Linked DNA regions of Gossypium hirsutum: region 1 is linked to region 2. The links are chromatin contacts, called in public Hi-C maps. All regions are on one chromosome and are shown on one strand. The core of a region is the stretch at or near the end of the contact, and the rest is flanking DNA. Distances in the headings are between cores, read along the strand shown.

Region 1 (4,496 bases), core at 1,769-4,268, 700 kb after region 2:
CATTATCTTTATTAGCATTAACTTTTTATTAAATTTATCGGCGAGTTGAGTTGTTAGAAAAAAAAATACAAAAAGTCGATATTTCAAGAAAATTTGAAGTAATAAAGATGAACTTGAAAAGATACATTGGTTTAGAAAATAGACAATGTCTTAATGTCAACATTTAATGGTTAATTTCAGTCTAACCAATTCTTGACCTACATCTATATATGTCTAAACATCAAATTAACAATGTAAATATTTTTAAAAATTTTTAAAGTTATATTATCTAAATATTTAATTTTATTGTTTTATTTTTTTTGAGAAACTTTATTAATTTATTTAAACTTAAATTAATTAATATTTAAAACTAGAGTTCACATTATATAGATATGCTTTTGAAAAGTATATGTTAAACATATATTATGCTCTTAATAATTTAAGTAGTTTTATATCATGTTTAAACAGGTTTTAAACAATTTTAATTTTTAAAATATTTTTAAAATTGTCTTTACTTATTTTATTTTAATTTTGATATTAACGATATAAGTTTTTTAAACATATTTTAAGTTTTTTTTGGCCAACAAAATATTTTAAATTAACTATTTTATTTTTTGGGTGTGATTTAAATTAACTATTTTATTTCTAATTGAAACCAAAACTAATTTTAATTATGTTTTTTAATAACTTAAATATGTTTTTGTCCTATTATAAAATATTATAATCTATTTTAAAAATGTTTAAAACAATAGTTTTAAATATGATATTTCTATTATACAAAATTATTTTTTACACCTTTTTAAAACTTGGTTGCTAATTCTAATATTAATTGGATTTTTAAATAAATTTTATTTTAATTATTTTTTAATTTTAATGTTAATCTTAACTGTTATAATAATTTTAAAATAAATTATGTTATTTTTAATTTAAAAGAGTTTTAATGTTCAAACTATATTTTAATATCACCTTTTAATTTATTAAATTGTTATTCAACTTATGCTTTTTTCTATTTTTAGTTAAAAAAAGATTTTTTTAAAAAATAATTGTATAATTTCAAAAAATATTTTAAATTATGGAGCTTACATTCGTTTAATGTATAAAATGTTAATCTGTCAACTAAAGACATTATTCACTAGGGGAAGCAAAATATTTTTTTAAGGGGTGAAATTAAATTATATATTTTTATAATAGTAAAAATATAATTTCATTATTTTAATAGCCTATATATTTATAATTTTTTAAAAAATAAATTAAAATTTTATCATTTTTAGGTGTTTAAATTGCAATTTTATCATTAGTAATTTAAAATTTTATAAATTATAAAGAAGCCTAAATAAAAAAAATCTATTTTAGAGGAGCCTAACCCCCTGCCAGCCCCCCTGGCTCTTCCCCTTCTATCTTTAAATATGCCACCTATGATTATTTTCTAAAAGCCTTATAATATGTATATATATATAATTTCTTGACGAAGTTGATATTATGAGTCAATTTATACTAATTTAATTAGGCAATAATTTAAAAGATTATTTTTTATAAATTATATTATATTAATATGAGAATATTTTTATCTTTTAATTTAAAAATGATAAAGAATGAGATTTATACTTAAAACATTGTAATTTGAAAGCATTTTAGAGTTGGTGTCATTAGTCAATCGAGGACTAACTCGGTTAGAGAAATTGTAAAAATGTCCTTCCATAATCGAAATAATTTATATTACTCGTATGTATTTTATTATTTTCATTTCAACAAAAACTAATAAAAATATGCATATGGTAAGATTTGAAGCTACCCCAATTAGATTAATAAAAGCTTAAATTTACTACTCAACTAAAACTTCATTTTTGATATATTGTATACATATTTATTTTAATATGCACAATTTATTACTTTCATAATTTGTATATCTTCACTTACTATTAATAAAATCCTTGAGTATGTTAATGTCATAAATCAAACGGATACTAATCCTATTAGAGAAATTACAAAAATGACCTTCTATATTAAAATAAATTATATTATTTGAGGCTAGTTTAATCTTTTTAATTTAAAAATAAAAATAAAACTATGCATGTCGTAGGATTTGAACCCACACCAATTTACTATGTATAATAATTTTCATACATTTTTATTTTAATATGCATAATTTACTACTTCCATCAGTTATATATTTAAATTTCTAAATTTCTTTTTACTCACAATTTAATTTATTTTTTGTCCATTTTACTTATAATTTATTATATGTTATTTTTAAACACATATCTATATTTTAAATATGTGGTTTTCGCATATATATACACACGTGTGTGATAGAATTTCTAGTATTTATAGTGCTATTTATTGAATTGATGTCACAAACTAACTCGAGATTAACTCACAATTGATGACAAAAACTTGATAAATAATTATAGTGCATTTAGTATTATTTATTTGATGTATTTACGTGTCTAAATTTTTTACTTATAATTTAATTTAAATTTTTTATTTTAGTATCATATATATTTTATATGTATTATTTATTTTATATTAATTTTAAATACATATTTATATTTTACATTTGTAATTGTTTTGGTAATAGGTGTGTGATAAAATTTCAAGTATGTTTTTGACAAATATCTTAATAAGAAAGAAAAAAAAAATGGAAAACCCAAACACGCCCTTCGCCTCGACGGTAGCCAAAGTGGCAGTCACATGGATCTCTCCCAAAATCACGTGGTCACACTCTCCACCCTCATGCTCACGCACAATAAAATCATCTGAAGACACACACTCGCATGATGGCATGATGAAAATCGCGCGTCATGTTCAACCCTATCAACTACGCGTAAAGATTTCGTTTTTCATTTAAACCCAGGGGTTATTCCTTTTTCCCGAAATTTTCAAAATTCGAAATATCCCCCTTTATTAAGCTTAATGGCCTCGTCAGCCGTCACGCACCTCCGTCAACCCTAACGGCAAGCACCACCTTCTGTCATCTCCTCCCTATATAATTCTTCTGTTTCCGTCTTTCATTTCAGAAAAAAAAAAAAAACCTCACTGAAAATTCATTTTCTTTGGACTTTCTCTGAAATCCGAGTCCTAGGAAAGATGCGTGAGATTCTTCATATTCAGGCAGGGCAGTGCGGCAACCAGATCGGTGCCAAGTTTTGGGAGGTGGTTTGCGCCGAGCACGGCATAGATTCAACGGGACGCTATCAAGGGGACAATGATTTGCAACTGGAGCGCGTTAACGTTTACTACAATGAAGCGAGTTGCGGGAGGTTCGTTCCACGAGCCGTCCTTATGGACTTGGAGCCTGGCACTATGGATAGTGTTAGATCCGGGCCGTACGGGCAGATTTTCAGGCCTGACAACTTTGTTTTCGGCCAGTCCGGTGCAGGGAATAACTGGGCCAAGGGTCATTACACGGAAGGGGCCGAGTTGATCGACTCAGTGCTAGATGTGGTGAGGAAAGAAGCCGAAAACTGTGACTGCTTGCAAGGTAACGTGTGTTTTAATAATTTTAAGCATGCTTTTTTTTTTTGGTTTGGATTTTTCAAGTTTAGAGTTAGATTAGCCCGTAGAAGAAGGATTTGTTGGCTTTACTTTTTCAAACTGTTGGTTTAACTCGTAAGTGGTTCTTTTATGTTACTTTCAGCATGGATCTGACAATTTAGGAAGGTTTTATGTGCTTGTTTAGTTTGAATTTTCAACTTATTAGCAAATTTCAAGTTTCGGAAGGAAGGTTCTCTATTTGGTTGCTCAAATAAATCTATATCATTCTCAATTCGAATATTATGCTTTTTAGGTGTGATTTAAAAATTTTGCGGAATCTATGATCTAGCTTTAGATTGGAATTTGCTTTCTTCTATTTCCTGACATCTAATGATTTGACAATCATTTTCTAATATTTCAGGATTTCAAGTATGCCATTCATTGGGAGGAGGAACTGGATCGGGCATGGGAACACTTTTGATTTCCAAGATCCGAGAAGAATACCCAGACCGAATGATGCTCACTTTCTCTGTGTTCCCTTCCCCTAAGGTGTCTGACACTGTTGTCGAACCTTACAATGCTACTCTCTCTGTTCACCAGCTTGTTGAGAATGCTGATGAATGTATGGTTTTGGACAATGAAGCTTTATATGATATTTGCTTCCGTACTCTGAAGCTCACTACTCCAAGCTGTACGTCAATCTTTTTCACGTTGCTGTTATTTCATATTTCAACTGTAAAAGGTCTGTTGATTTCATTTGTTCATCCTGATTGAATGCAGTTGGAGACTTGAACCACTTGATTTCTGCCACCATGAGTGGTGTGACATGCTGCCTTCGTTTCCCTGGTCAATTAAACTCAGATCTACGCAAGCTTGCCGTCAATCTCATTCCATTCCCTCGCCTGCATTTCTTTATGGTTGGCTTTGCTCCACTTACTTCTCGAGGGTCACAGCAATACAGGGCTCTTACTGTTCCCGAGCTCACTCAACAAATGTGGGATGCCAAAAACATGATGTGTGCTGCTGATCCTCGCCATGGGCGA
Region 2 (4,456 bases), core at 1,068-3,567:
TCAAAAGAAAATGACCTGTTTTTGTTCAAAAAAAGTTATACAACAAAGCTTTAACAATGGCCTAGTTTTCTGTTTCTTTCCTCCCCTTTCCTGAAGCAATTATCCATAACTAAACTCTATGCAACAGAAAACATGAACAATAATTGTAGAGGTTGCAAAACAAGCTATGTTTAGATTTAGAGTTCAGAGAGAGGAAAACGAGATGGAAAAAACTATTTTTATACCTAGATGTATTTTTATACCTAGATGTTCTAAATTCACCATCACTATGAAAATGGGCTGCTTCCATAAAGTAAACACTGGAAAAGATTATCCATTTCTATTACAGAGTTGTATGTTCAAGCTTCAAAATGTCAAGAAGAGAATGCCATTGGGATCAAGTTTATGCTAACATACCTATGTGATTGGTTGCAAACTGTAGTTCTATATTGTCCTTTGAAAGCATGAAAGGAGTTGCCATAATTCCTGCATTATTGCTGACAGCAAAGAAAACAAGTTTTATATTCTTGTTTAAATGATTGCCTAAAAAGACTATTGCAGGAAGTTGTTTAATCATGAATACATCGGTAAGCAGACTGGGAGTTGGAGATTGATGTCACAAATAGCAGATTTAACAAGCAGATGACTATAAACTTAGTCACTACTGTGGCTGGGAATTGATATATAAAAGGCTGCCCACTCTCATTGTCTACTTACATAAGGAGATTCAGAGGGTGACCTGAGGAGCTGAAATCTGCTGCAAATTTCCTCACAGATGCAATTGAACTGAGATCTAATTCCATTGTATCAACTTTAGCTGTTGGAATTTCCTTCACAATTGCTTCTTTAACATCTCTACCAGCAGCCACATTCCTGACCCCCATAATTACATGAACACCACGCAGAGCAAGAACACGTGCGGTTTCAGTGCCAATACCACTGGATGCTCCTATAATTACGTTCACCATGAAAGAGAAATTATGCTTGTTAGAAACATAAGAAAACGATTGAACCAAACAACTTATGCAACGTGTACATGGTTAGGATTAAGTACCTATCAAGCCAAAGCCAAGCAATAAATGATGGAACATGGCCAACAAACCAATACCTTTTTTCAATCAACATACCTAAAGGTCAAGGGTCTCATAAATGCTTACATCTGCATCCCCATGCAAGATTATAAGTTATACTCATCCTAAAGTTTGAGAAATCTGCAACCAAAGACCTTCAGCCACATCCCTAAAACACTGAAGTGTTGCCCCATGACAGCAATATTTCTACATAACCAAACAGATCAACCAGGAAGAATTACTGTCTTTGACTCATTATTTATGTCCATAGTCTGAAGAAGTCTGTGAACTTAGGTGGTGAGACCTGTGGCCTAGCATGACAAAGACTAGCAAAGGGTCTCAGTTTCAGGGTATGAAAATGGGAAAAGGGATAGTTTCCTTGTTTAACCTTACCAATAAGAGGAAGCAAGGTACACCCAACACTAAAGGCAGCTATGGAAGCTAAACTCATATGATATCAGAATGGCAAATTCCCCCTAATTTGGTTACCAGAATATCTATCAATGGCTACTGACCACACTATAGGACATCGCATCATCGTTGAACTGTAACATGCTTAAGTAGAATAATTAAAAAAGAAATAGAAATGTATTGGAATTGTTTACAGCTGAGAAAAAAAAATCACTTCCCTCATCTGGATCTCGTTTCACTGTTCATGCCAGAATCATGTGAGGAGCGAGGCCAAAGACAAAGATACAAACAAAGTAACAAACACAAACTAGGCAGAACAGAAACCATAAAATTTCTACTTCTCATATTCTCTATCAACATAAATTATGCATCCAAATGTCAAAGACTCAAAACAGAAACATCAGGAGAAAAAAAAAAAACTGCAAGAAAATTACATTACATGCGAGAAATAAGAACATAGCAAAATAGTTTCCTCACTGCATGCGAAATTTTAAAAGTCGATAAACCTGTAACAATGGCAGTGAGACCAGTGCCATCGATCCCCTGTGTAACTTCCTCAGCTGTGGAAGATGACGAAAACCCAGATGGCCCTTTTCTGCCAAACAGCCACATGTTTGTAAATAACAGACTCTTTACCTGTATGCAATAAGGGTCATTCACAAACTCCAAGGACTCTTCGACTGTGATTATAAAGACAGATTTGAAGTAGGAAATGTGTACGAGGAATGAGGGTCACACAGCCTTGAAGACAGTGAGTTGTGAAGTCTGTATTTTGCCAAGCCAACCTGACGTACGTTATCTAGACCCTACAACAATAGTTGCAAAATCATCATAAACGGCTGCGTTTCGGGGTGAACGTACTTATCTATCGTGAAATTAGCTTAATGAAAATATAAAAGCTTTCCCATTGCATTGTGAAGCCTTAATTGAATATTGAGTATGGGGGTCTACCTGTTCACACGTACGTACTATCAGCATTAAGACTCGCTCAAATTTTGAGAAAGTAAAAAATAAAAATATTAAATTTAAAAAATCAGTTTAGATAGAAAAAATTTAAATTCATTTAAAAAATAAATTAGACTCAAACATTTAAGGTTTAAGTTTGGTCTAACCTGTTTTCAAGTACATAATATTTTATATATATGCATTATGTAATTTATAACTTATAAATAAATAAAATTATACTAAATATATAATATTAGTCTAATATAAATATTAAAATAAATATATAAAAAATTTCAATAAATAAAAAATGTTAAATTAAAATAACATAATTTTTAAAAAAAATTAAAAATATAATATGAGTGATTTTAGATTTTGGTTAATCATTTGTAAATATTAGCGAGCTTTAACAAAATTTTAAACTTATATTTTAAATTAAGTAAAAATAAATTTAAACAAATATAAAATATATAAATATTATATTTAAATTTGACCCAAATCTAGGTAGACCATCCCATAAACACCTAATATTAAGTAATTGACAACTCAATAATGTGATGATTTTGTTGTCTTTTACTTTGTTAAAGAAAGAAAATGTCTCTGCCCATAATAACTAACTAATAATTAGAATAATAGTTTTAAAAAAACATTGAACATCTTTTTAAATTCGTTTATATAGAGTTCTTTTACTTCACTAGTCGTGGATATAATAATATTTGCTACCTTTAATACAGTTTTATTATTTTAAGCAGTGAAGCACGTGCTAATTTTGTGTGGTAAGTCATCTATTCAAGTATAAATACTATGTATGGTTTTGTCAATTTTCAAATTCGACAAATCAGTTCTTAAAAAAATTAATTTAGTCTTTATATTTTTTTGAAAGTGAGTAAATAAAAAAAATTCAATAACGGTGTTAATATATGATAATAAAAAATTAATTTATTCCTTACATTTTTCTTACTTGTGCTTTCATGTGTATTTTATTTAAATATGTTTTATTTAATTATTTTTTTCAATAATTTTCAATATTGTATTTGGTAAGCATTTTGTAAATATAAAGAATTAGTAATTTGGATAAAATTAAGTTAGTTTTCAAAACAATTGTTAACTTATTTAATTAGTAATGTAGAAAGCACTGAAAAACAAAGTTATTCCAATTTTTTTGAAACGAAAATTATCCCAATTTGTTTTTAAAATGATATTCTTTCGCAGATAAATTATTTTACTGACTCTTCTCATCCCATTATCTATTTTCATTTTTTAAATTTTTAATGATATTTTTTAAAAAAAATCATGTCATTAACACATAATTTTGGCAATTTTTTTACTAAGTACCTCAAACCCTGAACATAACCACCGAAGTTCAAACCATGAACCTAAACCTTAAACCCGAACCAAAACCCCAAACTTTAAATTTGAATCTCAAACTTGAACTCTAAACCCTAAACCTTAAGGGTTTAGAGTTCAAGATTTAGGGTTTTAATTAGAGTTTGAATTTGGAATCAAGGTTTGAGTTTAAGGTTTAGGGTATAAAATCAAGGTTCTGGGTTCGAGGTAAAAGAATTACCAAAATTATGTGTCAATGACATAAAAAATATTGAAATGTCATTAGATAATTAGAAAGGGACCATAGATGATATGGTGGGAAGAATCCATAAGATAATTTATCGTTTTTACATGATAAAAGTAATTTGAAAGTTCACGTGTTAATATTATAGATATGCCATGTGTCAGAAAAAATAAGTGTTGATGTTAGTTAGGGTCTTAAACCTTATAATATAATTATATTCTAGTTTTCTTTCTCGTACAATGCACAAGTTTATCGACTGTAGTGATTAATTTTTTTAAATGGTAATATATATATAACATTTTCTACTAATAGTGTAATAAAATTAAAAATATATTTTCTATAATCATATTTATTTATAAAATTAAATTTTGAAACATAATAATAATAAATTATTTTCTTTGATAATTATTTTCAAAATAAAATTATAATTATTTACATAAATTATTTGATTTTTGACTGAAAGGTGGGTTTCTTTAAGAACAAA

What was found. A called contact is a pair of places that touch in the nucleus more often than the background predicts.
Region 1: a contact with region 2 is called in a Hi-C map of leaf, with 2.2 times the contacts expected there. The contact joins the promoter of LOC107888744 here to the promoter of LOC107888285 in region 2. A contact is called at or near these places in 9 of 34 Hi-C or Micro-C datasets (leaf, petal and seedling).

Annotation. Positions count from the first base shown.
Region 1 is chrA09:23,455,495-23,459,990 of Gossypium_hirsutum_v2.1, forward strand. LOC107888744 (tubulin beta-8 chain) reads left to right here and starts at 3,019. Exons shown (of 3, transcript NM_001326752.1): 1 at 3,019-3,460; 2 at 3,875-4,144; 3 at 4,234-4,496. The coding sequence starts at 3,067.
Region 2 is chrA09:22,752,591-22,757,046 of Gossypium_hirsutum_v2.1, forward strand. LOC107888285 (short-chain dehydrogenase TIC 32, chloroplastic) reads right to left here and starts at 2,318. Exons shown (of 8, transcript XM_016812343.2): 1 at 1,967-2,318; 2 at 697-928; 3 at 397-476; 4 at 1-15. The coding sequence starts at 2,072.